2 separate regions of the Muntiacus reevesi genome follow, and region 2 is linked to region 1. Evidence: chromatin contacts called from public Hi-C data. All regions are on one chromosome and are shown on one strand. The core of a region is the stretch at or near the end of the contact, and the rest is flanking DNA. Distances in the headings are between cores, read along the strand shown. Region 1 holds the start of L2HGDH (L-2-hydroxyglutarate dehydrogenase). Region 2 holds the start of MAP4K5 (mitogen-activated protein kinase kinase kinase kinase 5).

The links. A called contact is a pair of places that touch in the nucleus more often than the background predicts.
Region 2: a Hi-C map of muscle shows a contact between it and region 1, with 8 times the contacts expected there. The contact joins the promoter of MAP4K5 here to the promoter of L2HGDH in region 1. A contact is called at or near these places in 2 of 3 Hi-C or Micro-C datasets (blood and muscle).

The regions. Positions count from the first base shown.
Region 1 is chr7:41,706,662-41,713,163 of mMunRee1.1, reverse strand. It overlaps L2HGDH (L-2-hydroxyglutarate dehydrogenase), which reads left to right and starts at 4,456. Exons shown (of 9, transcript XM_065941902.1): 1 at 4,456-4,659. The coding sequence starts at 4,520. DMAC2L (distal membrane arm assembly component 2 like) reads right to left here and starts at 4,384. Exons shown (of 5, transcript XM_065941908.1): 1 at 4,285-4,384.
Region 2 is chr7:41,906,098-41,912,364 of mMunRee1.1, reverse strand. It overlaps MAP4K5 (mitogen-activated protein kinase kinase kinase kinase 5), which reads left to right and starts at 1,612. Exons shown (of 33, transcript XM_065940407.1): 1 at 1,612-1,748; 2 at 2,003-2,219. The coding sequence starts at 2,112.

The DNA of each region.
Region 1 (6,502 bases), core at 3,207-5,706:
TCACTTCATGGGAAATAGATGTGGAAACAGTGTCAAACTTTATTTTTTGGGGCTCCAAAATCACTGCAGATGGTGACTGCAGCCATGAAATTAAAAGACGCTTACTCCTTGGAAGGAAAGTTATGACCAACCTAGATAGCATATTAAAAAGCACAGACATTACTTTGCCAACAAAGGTCCGTCTAGTCAAGGCTATGGTTTTTCCAGTGGCCATGTATGGATGTGAGAGTTGGACTGTGAAGAAAGTTGAGCACAGAAGAATTGATGTTTTTGAACTGTGGTGTTGGAGAAGACTCTTGAGAGTCCCTTGGACTGCAAGGAGATCCATCCAGTTCATCCTAAAGGAGATCAGTCCTGGGTGTTCACTGGAAGGACTGATGCTGAAGCTGAAACTCCCAAACTTTGGCCACCTAATGAGAAGAACTGACTCACTGGAAAAGACCCTGATGCTAGAAGGGATTGGGGGCAGGAGGAGAAGGGGACAACAGAGGATGAGATGGCTGGATGGCATCACTGACTCGATGGGCATGCGTTTGAGTAAACTCCGGGAGTTGGTGATGGACAGGGAGGCCTGGCGTGCTGTGATTCACGGGGTCACAAAGAGTCGGACACGACGGAGCGACTGAACTGAACTGAACCTCTAAGAATGCTTTCTAGAGGGAAAGAGGAGACCTCTGGTGGTGAGTTGGTGAATTTAGCTTTAATAAATTAAAAGAAGGGCTTCCGGGAAGGCTCAGCAGATAAGGAATCTAACTGCAACGCAGGAGACACAGGAGACTCGGGTTTGATTCCTAGTTGGGAAAATCCCCTGGAGAAGGAAATGGCAACCCACTTTAGCATTCTTGCCTGGAATATTCCATGGACAGAAGAACCTGGCAGACCTCAGTCCATGGGGTCGCAGAGAGTCAGACACAACTGAGTGACTAGGCACACAAATTAAAAGAAACCACTCAAACTCAAGTTAAAAAACAAACATTACTAAGCTACTGCTGTGATAAATAACTCAGGAATTCAAACTATTTTAAAAATTCTTCTTACTATCATAATATGGCTTGCAGCCATAAGCTTTTAACAGATGTTTCCAAAAGTTGATAGTAACTTTGTGACTTAGAGAAGGCCAGACCTCTAATGTGTGCCTCAAAACAGGAGATGGAGAATTCTTCAGTTTGCATAAAAACAAGTTTCTTTTAAAAAGTGCAAGTTCTCTTTTTACATATTAAACATAATTACTTAGGTGGGTTATTCAAAATGATGGCTCATTCAGGGGTCAAAAAGACTAAACTAGCCAACCTGTTCTTGAGGGCAGTGAAAGTGTGGAGAGAAGGGTGAGGTGGTATCAGAATTGGGGAGTTTACCCTCCAAATTATAACCCCACTTCACTGGAAATCATCCATTACTGATGCCAGTTCTTATTCCTGATGTATCTAGAGTCTAGTGAAATAAAGTGACAGAGCACTTCCTTAGGAATTAGAAGCAAAAGTCCCCAAAGTTACCCTAGGCAGTATCACTTGACACTCACTGAACTAACTTCTTATGGGTTCTGACCTAGATGGAAGGTGAACATGAATTCTTAGCTTCAGGAGGGTGTGGTGGCCAGAAAACAAATGTCTCTAGCCAAAGACATTACAGGGTCAATGAATGTAAGGTGAGTTCTTGATTTGAGATAATCGAGATGAAACAAATTAATGTACAGTCAAGCCTAGGCGAGAAGTTAAGCAGAGAAAATTTTATAAAAAATACGTGTGGTATTTTGAGTTCTTTCACTTTGCTAAACTAGGAAGTACAAGCTCAAAGCTCAAAATCACAGAAGAGTAAAACAGCCACTACTATGGACTGATTCATGAAAACCTGACCACAGACCCTAGATTGTATAATTCTATACTCAACCTAGTAACAAATCTACTACAATCCTGTGCAGTGGTTAAAATAAAAAAACAGTGATAGTACCAAAAGCTGGCAACACTGAAGAGGAACTGGATCACTCAACATTGCTGGTGGGAATGTAAAATGGTACAGCCACTTTGGAAAGGAGTTTGGCGCTTTCTTACAAAGCTAAACATGTGCTTATCAGATGACCCAGCAATTGGACTCTTGGGCACTTATCCCAGAGAAACAAACAGGCTCACACAAAAAGCTGTACACTAAGTTTCATAGCAGCTTTATTCGAAATAGCAAAAAAAAAACTAGAAGTAACTCAGATATCCTCCAAAGGGTGAATGGTTTAAGCACGTTGTGGTACATTCATACCATGAAATACTTCTCGGCAATAAGACAGAATGAACCATCAATACATGCTGCAATTTGGATGGATCTCATGGGATAATGCTAAATGAAAAAGTCAATTCCAAAAAGTTACATACTATATAATTTTGTTTATGTAACATTCTTGAGATGTCAAAATTTTAGAAAGTGAGAAGGGAATGGGGAAGAGGGTGCCTTGTTGCAGGGATCTTGGTGATGGATCTGTGCTATAGCTTGCCTGTGATGGATACAACATTCTACACATGGGGAGGTCCCTGGCGGTCCAGTGGTTGGGACGCTCTCACTGCCAGGGGTCAGGGTTCCATCCATAGTCAGAGAACTAAGATCCCACAAGCCCCACTGCATGACCAAAAAAACAAAAATAAGTATCTATACAGGTGTGATAAAATCTGTACAGGACTAAACACACACACAAATGCAAAACAGTCTATCTGAATAAGATCCATGGGGTATTCCTGGTTATGCTGTTGTATCAAACTTTTACAAGATGTTACTATTTGAGAAGACTGGGTAAAGGGTACACAGGATCTCTACTGTTTCTTACAACTGCATGGAAATCTACAATTAACTCAAAATTCAAAATATTAAAAAAATTTCTAATAAAAAATTAAAAACTGAACTAAACAATGAATCATATCTTATTTTTCATTTGTGATGAACAAGCAGGCAACATTCCACATTATTTTCACAAATAAAGAAAATATGTATAACTATCCAGGTGATAAAAACCATATAAACATAATAAACACCATCATTTTATTGAGCACTTTACTGTGCTAAGCATCTGATGAGCCTTATCTTGCATAATCCACACAAAAGTCCTCTAAGGGGGACCCTACATCACTCATAGTTCACAGAGGAGGGGCTGAGGGAAAGGGGTGACTCCACTTCCCCAAGCTATTCGACTAATAACTGGAGCCAAATTCAGACAGGCAAGTGTAAGTCCTTCCAGCTATAAAGTTAGTGCCCGTGGGGTGATCAGCGGTGTCCGACTCTTTGCCACCCCATGGACTGCAGGCCGCCAGGCTCCTCTGTTCACGGAATTTTCCAGGCAAAAATACTGGAGTGGGCTGCCATTTCCTACTCCAGGGGATCTTCCGGACCCAGGGACTGAACCTGGGTCTCCTGCACGGGCACTGGACGCATATTCTTTACCACTGCTCCATCTGCTAAATCCAAATAAAGTAATAAAGTTACATCGTCCTATTTTTGTTTTGCTCAGCTGTCCTGACCCTAAAAATTAAAAAAAAAAAAAACTTCCATCAAACACTGACAACAGGTGTTAGTTAGGCATAGAACTAGAGGATCACATAATTTAACACAGGTCTTTCAGAGATTACACAGCCCACTTCCCTCACTTTACAGCTAAATAGGGGTGAAGTGACATGTACGGGTGAATCATTGTTTCCAGGCCCGTAAAGCATATTTAAAACTACATGTCAGTCCAGTATTTAAAAAAAAAAAAGAAAGGAAACAGATCGCTAAATGATGGCAGAGACCGAGCCGTCTGGTTCATTTATGCGCTCAATATTTACAAGACCAATAATGAATGACATGTCAGGAGTCACATATATGGATGGCCAGAAAACAGCAGACTATCAGGCGTCGCCATGACAGAGCCTCCGTCTGGAGAAGGTTAGGGCTGGACAGTGCCCTTTAGTGAGCACTCCGCTCTGTAGAAGACGCGTTGGAGACAGATTCTCCGCAAGGAGCCGCAAGGGGCGCGGGGCGGGGCTAGGAAGAGGCGAGATTGAGAGGGCGGAGCCACGAGGGACGCGGGGCGGGGTCTTGGGGGCGGGGCCTAGCTGGAGGAAAGGAGGGCCTCTGGGCCTGCCCAAACGAGAATTTTCACCATCATCATCCCCAGACTTTCTCCTGAGGCGCCAAGTCCGCTGGGCTCTGCAGCTCGAGGACGCGCGACTCGGCGGGCCAGATTTTCAGTTAGCCAAGCGATGGGAGAAAAAGGGGAGAAGGTGACCACCACTAGTCCCGCCCCTCGCGGGGCCTAGCTCGTCTACTCACAGAGTCAAAAGGAAGGAGCAAGCTAGCGTCCCCAGCGTCTACGGCGGCGCAGGCCTGCCCTTCGCCCTCCGCCGCGCGCGTTCATTGGCCACTGGCGGCTGCGCCCACGTGGGGCGAAGGCGCTCCCTTCATTGGCCTCTGCTTAGGGGGCGGGGCTAGAGGGCGCCGGGACCCGGGCATTACAGGTCTCAAGGGCTGGCTTCTAGGGCTTGAGGCAGGGAAAGGGGCGCAGGCGATGGTACCAGCGCTGCGTTATCTGGGCAGTGTCTGCGGACGGGCCCGCGGGATTTTCCCCGGGAGCTTCTCCGCGGCGCGCACACCCGCGTCGGGGAAATCCCGGCTGTTGTGCCAGGGTGGCCGCAGAGCCAGCACCAGGTGAGTACCGCTGGCCCGCCCCCCGCGGTCTGCGCTGCCTCTCTTGGAGTTGCCTAGTGCTGGACCTCTGCCTCTGCTTTTCTTCTCTCTCCTCGGCGAGAGAGAAGCTCGGGATCCTGTGAAGCCCGGGCTCCAGCCCCAGATCCCAGGAGCTACCTGCCTGGATCACTCGTAGGCTTGTGGGAGAGAGGAGAAGAATAAGAAAGGCAGTGTCGAGTAGAGGTCAACAACAGTCCTGGCTTTGAATACAACTCCACCGCTTCCCATTCAACCCTGGGCGGGTTACTTAAGCTCCTTTAAGGCTCAGTTGTGAATCGGAACCTGGTCTCTCGCGCAAGTGGTCGTTTTGAGGATTAAAAGGACCTCACACACTGTAAGCTGTCAAACGTGCTGTTTGTTCGCTGGCCTTCCTGATGTTACTTGGAACATCTGAAACCGGTCTTAAATCAGTCAGTTCCTGGCACACACACGGCTGCATAGAGGTGCCCGTATGAGAAGCAACTCAGCTGCTAATCAAACCCTGCAGAATTCAGCGTCCTGTGATTTGAAATGTGGAGATCACGTATGAAATTACTGTTTTTTACCTGCTTTCTGTGTGGGGAGTGGTTTATGTGAAGGTGTCAAAGCTGGAAAGCTCTTGGCTCTTTTTCGGGAACTAGCATGTGGGCAACATGAGTGTGAGTGGAACTTGGCGAAACAGAGGATGGTGTGGAAGGACACCGGAGAGGGTTACATCACAGCAGAGGTTTTACTTTAACTGCACGTGGAATTTTATCCAAGGGCGCTGGGAGACTTTTAAATACGTGATTAAATGTTGATGTTTCAAAAAGTTGATTCAGGCTGCTGTGTATTAGTGGATTGGAGGGGAATTAGTGTGGAATAGGATTTGTGATTCATCGTGGGGTATGTAGACTGTTCTTTTAGGAACCTTTTCTTAAGGGAAGAAAAGTAAGGTTAGTGAAGGTTTTGTTTATACTTTTTTTATTTTGAAATGATTAAAGATCCATAGGAAGTTCCAAAAAAAAAAAAAAAAGACCCCACAAAAACCCAGACCAGGGAGCTCTCATGTACCCTTCTTAACCCATTTTGCTCCAACATCTTACCTAACTGTAGTAACAGTGTCAAAACCAGGAAAATGATATTAGCACAATCCATAGACCTTGTTAAGATTTTCATCAGTTTTACATGCACTCATTTTTTAAAAATTGCTTCACTACTTACGGACTTTATTCTATATAACATTTAGTATCTTAAAAGATTATTTTGAAAATTGAAATTACATTAGATAGATAGATTTGGGGGAGAATTGCTTCTTTATAATTTTGAGTTTTCCCATCCATGAACTTGGCATATCTTTTCATTTATGCATACTCATTTGTTATTTAGGAGCTTCCCGGGTGGCTCAGTAAAAGAATCCACTTGTCAGTGCAGGAGTGGGAGGAGACACAGGTTTGATCCCTCGGTCCAGATGATCCCCTGGAGGAGGAAATGGCAACGCACTCCAGTATTCTTGCCAGGATAATCCCATAGACAGAGGAGTATACTCCATGGGGGTCACAAAGAATTGAACACGACTGAGCATGCACACAAGCGTGCCTTTGTTATTTAATAGAGTTTAAAATTTTACTCTGTGAAGTTCTTTTTTTCTTTAGGTTAATTCTTAGATTCCCTTATTGCTTTGTTGCTATGATAAATAGTATCTTATTTTATATTCTTTCAGCTGGATTTTACTTATATAGGATATGCTTTTTTGTATGTCTTATCCAGTTTTGGGGACTCCCTGGTGGCTCAGATGGTAAAGCCTCTGCCTGCAATGCAGGAGACCTGGGTTCAGTCCCTGGGT
Region 2 (6,267 bases), core at 363-2,862, 200 kb before region 1:
TCATTTTTATCTTATGTTATAGTATGCATTTTCCATATTCTGCCTCAAATTCTCTGAGGAGTAATGCAAGTATAAATAAATTATAGACTAAAAAAAGGATTAAAGCTTATAGGGTCAAAGGGGAAAATGAGAATCTATGACAGTAAATAAGTACTAGGATACCAATAGAACATTTGAAAAGATTTTAAGTCATTGAAGCCAAAAGTATTTGCCCACCAAATCAAGTGCCAAGAAGCTTTGAAAGAAGTAACTGTTCTTCAACAATTTTTTCAATGCAGCAAACACATAGGCTTTGTCCATAGAGCATGTAAGTCTGAGCTTACTTATGTTCCCTAAATAAGTGCCCTTTGTGCAGACAGCACAAGAAATACATATCTTCCCAGTCCTGTTAAGGTGTGAATTTAATTTCTACATTATGCAATTGATTACAATGACCAACAACAACCAATACACTGCCAAGAATGGAATTGAATTGGATATTCAAAGCCACAAGGCAACATCCACAACTTGCTCTTTTGTGATTTTTCAGTCACTAAATGCATTGGGCCAAGTGTTAGCTGGCTTTTTTGTTCAAACCTTCACGGAGCTCTAGAAATAACTTTGCCAGTATACAACCTGGTAATGTTATTTCTACCTTCAGAACAAGACTAGAACTGAAACTGCAAAACAGCCTGTGAAATATCAGCCAAATTACTTCCCTAAACTCCTGTTCCATATTTTGTACATTGTGAAGTATTTTTAAACCTCTTATATATTGATAACCTTCTTTATAATCCTGTAAGATGCTTTATAAACGCTTTCTTGGGTGTCAGATGCAAAACCCTATCCTCTTCAAGCTGCAGATAAGGAGACATTGGCAAATACGATGTCCTTCTTGTCCCGGGTCACAGACTGAGGAAGTGGTAGAACCAGAACCAGGTTGTGGTCCCTAATTCTGTCTCAGCTTCTGCAAAGCTCCTGAGCCAAATAAAGGAGCAATAACCGCGTTGAGACACCGCGTGTGCCCAACTGAGCTACTGGCCACTGAAACTTCCTAGGAATTTAGGCTTTCAGAAATGTCTTGGGAAAACTCGTAGAAGACAGGTTGCGCAGGTGTGTAGGGAAGCTTCAAACTGGTACCACTGGGAACGATTTGCAAAACAGGACGGTGCAGTAGGGTGTGCCGCGATTTAGTTAACCTGGCACTTCCCCACCTCCTTCCCTGGCGCCCCACGGCCAGCTGACTCCTGGCCCAGTGCCCTCTGCGTACCTTCTCTGAACTAGGCGGGAGCCGCGTTCCCGTCTCCCTCGCGCCCACCCTCTCTCTCTACCCGCCTCACTCTCCAAGTTTACCAGACGATGCACGGGGCGGTTTAGCCGAGGCGCGTCCGCCCACGAATACACCGGGGGCGTCCCTAACACCCGCGGGTGGGGAGCGGAGCCCGGGCCCGGAGGGACGCGCCGGGCGAGGGGGCGCGGCGGCCCGGCCGGGAGAGTGTCGTGTCCCGAGCAGGCCTCAGGGCGGCACTCTGGCCCCGCGGCCGGCGCGCTCGGGCGGGCCTCTGGGCGCCGACCCACGCTGGCCGGGAACGTGTCTCCCGGTGACGCAGCCCCGGGTGGGGAACGTGGTGCGGCGGCGGCAGCGGCGACGGTACGCGCCTCAGCCGCCCGCGAGAGGACGTGCGCTGCTGCGGGAGGCGGCGGCGGCGCCGCGGGACCTGGAGCGGCCGGCTGGAGCCGGGAAGCAGGACGCAGGCGCGGGCGAGGAAGTAGGTCCCGGGCGCGGCGCTCAACAAAGAGCGGGGCCGCCCCCCTGAGGTATCCTGCCGACCCCGAGCGCCGGCGGGCGGGCAGACCGGTCCGGCAGTTCGCGGGCGGCCTGGGAGGGGGAAGGGCCGCGGCCGGAACCCGGCGGCGGGGCTCTAGGGACCCTTCCAGGCCGGCTGGTCCGCGGTCCCCGGACGGGCGGAAAGGAAGGGGCTGGGCCGCTCGGGATTGTAGCCTCTGCTTCTCCCTCGTGCAGGCGGAGCTGCGGGCAGAGGCTCCATGTTGGGAAGCGGCGCCGCTCGTCCTCGTTAGCGGGAATCGGGGCGCCGCGGGCAGAACCAGCGGGGGCCGGGCCCTGAGTGAAGATGGAGGCCCCTCTGCGGCCTGGGGCCGACATCCTGAGGCGGAACCCGCAGCAGGACTACGAGCTCGTTCAGAGGGTCGGCAGCGGCACCTACGGGGACGTCTATAAGGTGAGGCAGGCCGGACTCTTTTCCTCTGGTCAGTTGGCTTCCAGGAATAGGCCACTTTCTGGGAAGTATGAGGAGGGGGCAGGATGCTTTTATTGTTGCATCTTGGAGATGCCGCGGCCGTGGTTCCGTGTGCTCGGTTTCAGGGCACCTTCAATTCACTGCTTGCTCTGATCGCTTCAACAAGCAGAACTAATCACACCTTTGCAAACTACCGTTGTACTTTTTTTGTGGTATAAAGGCTTTTTCATGCTTATTTATGGTATCCAGGGGAGTTCGAATCTGCTTACGGAGTTGCACTTGAAAGTGTTCTTGTCTTAGCATGGAAAAATGCTTCCTGGAAGTCGGGAGACCAGAAAGTATATTGACATTCCGACATTTGCATAAGAAAACTTTTTGATGGATAATCGTGGTTTAAAAAGTCCTATGAAATCCCTCCTCTCAGTTTTATCTGTAAGCAGTCTAAAAAGTGACTTGGGCACAAACATCATCGTATGTAGAACAATGCTTTTTCTGGCAGAAGTTTCATTATTTGTATCAGATGATTTCTTTTTCTACTTTAGCAGTTCCTTTCTTTGGAATTTATAACATCCCATGACCAAGAGCGATTAAGAGCTGCTGTCCTTTTAATTGTACTTGTTTGCTTTATTTGGAACGAAAGAAGAGGATGTTACTCTCAATTTGAGATTTGAAAAAACACAGAGAAGCAAACCCAGTTCCTTAAGTTCACTGAATTCTTGAAGGATCAAGATGAAAGAGGTTGTTTCAGATTGTCTTATGCTTTTTGTTTTCTGTTTCAAAAAGGGATCTCTACTGCAGCTCATATATATTGAGGGAAATTTCCTTGGATTTGGAACAGCTTTGTTTATTGGATTTAATCATGTTATATATGCCATTATTCCAAATAACACTCCTGCATGTACTTAAAACTGGCCTTTGTGTTATATGGTTAATTAACCAGTAGAATCCTCTGGGGTGTGTTGTTTTGCACAGGTGGTAATATGGAAGAAAATCATCCTTTCTTCCTAACTTCTGTTTTTGTTAATATCTTCCCTTTTAATAGTAACAACTTGAGGTTGTGTTAAGGCAGCTCTAACACTGCTTGATTCTACTGAGTTGAAAAGTAATGGGTAGGATTTTTATTTAAACAAGCATTTGCATCTTCTGTACTAGGTACTGTTCTGTATGGGATGTTGAATTGGGAGGAAGTTTCCAGCTTTTGCCTTGTGAATAATTTTAATTCAAAATGGATAATTATAATAGAATCCAGAATCCTCTTTACATAGAATTAGAGGTAGTTAACTCTTGTTTATTCATGAATTAGACATTTTGTGGAATGATCTTTAAAAACTTGAAATTCCTATTTGCTTTCTCAGTCCTGCTTTTTAGTCATCTTCTTTTTATGATTCACTTTGTATTACTAGTTCATGTTAATCATACAGTTGTTCATCATCAATTCAGTTCATGTTAATAATACAGTAATCTGGATTCTAGTTCTTGTATATTTTCTCTCCTTTCTACTACAAGAACTTTTAAAGTGTTCCCCACAGAAATCCCAAGATTTTCACCATTTTTCTTTTAAACATAACAACTGAAGCAGTTATCTGGAGCGGGGTTTTATCCTTGCCAGGGAAAGCAAAAGGTTATGTTAAAGGGGCAGCTAAGATTACCTCTTACCCTGGGGCCTCCCTGCCCTATCTCTCTTCTGCAGTTCCTAAACAGAGGATCAAAGACTGAATATTTATCATACAGCACGTTCAATCTCCCACCTCACAAGTGATCCCTTTCTCTCATATTCATGCTCCCTCACTTTATGTGTATATTCATTCCACAGGAAGCCAGTTGCTGATTCCTAAACATCCTCAAAATCCTGATTCCTTGTCTTTTGTTTTCCTTTGTTCTAATTACCTGGAGTCACCTCCCTCCTACATTTCCAACTGTTATCCTAACTGTCCAGGAAAGCCTTACTCCAATGCTCTTCCAGAAGGCCCTAGACCTTCCCCATTATCCCTCTAGCCTCATTTATTACTCTTCCCCCTCCTTCATTGTCTTCTAGCAACACTGGCCTGCTTGCTCTTTCTTAAAAAGAATGTACATCTTCCTACCTTTGGGCCTTTGTTCTGGCTATCCCTGCTGCTCAGAATGGCTTTCCTCAGACAGCCACATGGCTTGCTCCTTTCCCTCCTTGCTTTTATAAAACCCTCTCAATCTTTTTTTCTACAGTCTTTTTTCCTACTTCTCTTTGCACTTACCACTCTAATGTTTTACTTATTTTTTTCTTGTTATCTATCTCAATCCACAACATACTCCCTGAGGGCAGGAATTTTATCTGTTTTACTCACTGCTCTGTCTCTAATAGTACCTAGAATTGTTCTTGGCACAGAATAAGTACTTTCTGAAACTATTGAATGAATGACTATCAGTAATTCTGTCCTTTACTTCTCTGGGTGTATGCTTTTGACATCACAACACTAAGTTAACATTTAATGCTCTATATATTCTTGTAATGCCGATTATATCCTGCATATGTATTTTTATTACAAATTTCAATTACTTGAGTCCCCTAGGAAAAATATTTCTGGAAAACTATTTCATAGCATATCCATTTTCAATATTTTAAAACCTACAGAATTTTAAGTCTGTATTTACTGCTTAATGTGCCTAAAAACATGTAACATTCAAACTGTAGTATTGAAGTTTTTAACTCAGAGCACTTAATTTTAGTATTTATCACTGTGTTTAGGATGAGCTGAAAATCGTAGAAAGTTTTAGGAGAATTTCAGTCTGAGATGTAAACTAGCAAAATAATTACAGTGAAGCACTGGAAGTGCGGAGTCTTAAACCACTGGACCTCCAGGAAAGTTCCTTATTTCTTTTTCTATCTTATGGACCTGGAGCTTTGAGATTTTGTGGTGAATTATTTTTGTTCTTCAGAGATACAGATCCCCTCTGAAGCTCCTGTCTTTCTTGAGAATCCCCAGTAGGGCAGAACTCAAACTGGCTATTCCTGAGTTGAAAGAAGACTATTTATTACAAAGATTCTTTTAAATAAATGGATTAAATTATTGAAGGTGAAAGCAGGAAATAGTGGAGGGGAAAGAAACACAAAGGAGAAAAGAAATGTGGTGGAAGATGTATGAGATTAAATTTCAACTAAGCAAGTTTTGTTTATAATTAACATTAATTTTAAAATCTTCCAACAGAAGGAGGAAGCCTGGAGAGTTAGTGTCTCTGCTACCTTCTGTCCATAGTAATCTAGACAATTGTATCATGATACAGTTTGCAACTAACAGTACAAGTCATTTGGGTAGGTTGCCTTTATCCAAATATTTGTATCAAAGTTGTTCCCAACCTAGGTTCCAGAGAAGTGTTAGTAATCTTTTTTATGGGTTATAAATTTAGGGTGGGTTGATCTCATGTATTCTTTTCTAACCTGTGTTGCTTTTTCTGATTGATTATAAAAGTGTGATATGTTTAGCTCCAGGACAGGAACAAATGTCTTCTGCTCATTACTGTACAGTAGCAGACAGACAGATGCTCAATAAATATTTGTTGAATGATATTATTTTTAGAAATTAACCAGAGATAAGTACTGTTAATAATTTATTATTAATAGTTTATTTCAGGCATTTTTCCTAAAAGTTTTCAAACCAATATATTCTAAACATGGCTTTTATAAAGCCATGGTATCATGATGTATCTCTTTTCTACTTGATTGGAATGGCCAGCTTTTTCCCTGATCTTTAAATTGTTGTTGTTTAACCACCAAGTCGTGTCTGACACTTTTGCAACCCCGTGGACTATAGACCACTAGGCTCCTCTGTCCATGGAATTTCCTAGGCAAGAATACTGGAGTGGGTTGCCATTTCCTTCTCCAGTTGATCTTCCCGACCCAGGGATTGAAACCACATCTCCTGCATTGACAGGTGGACTAAATGAGCCCTGGTCTTTAAATAGTCTTCAAAAATACCATGTTTAAAAGATCCATTGAACAAATCTTCATTTAGTTAATGATTCTAAGGTTCGCATTGTTGTTTTTAATTTTTAAAAC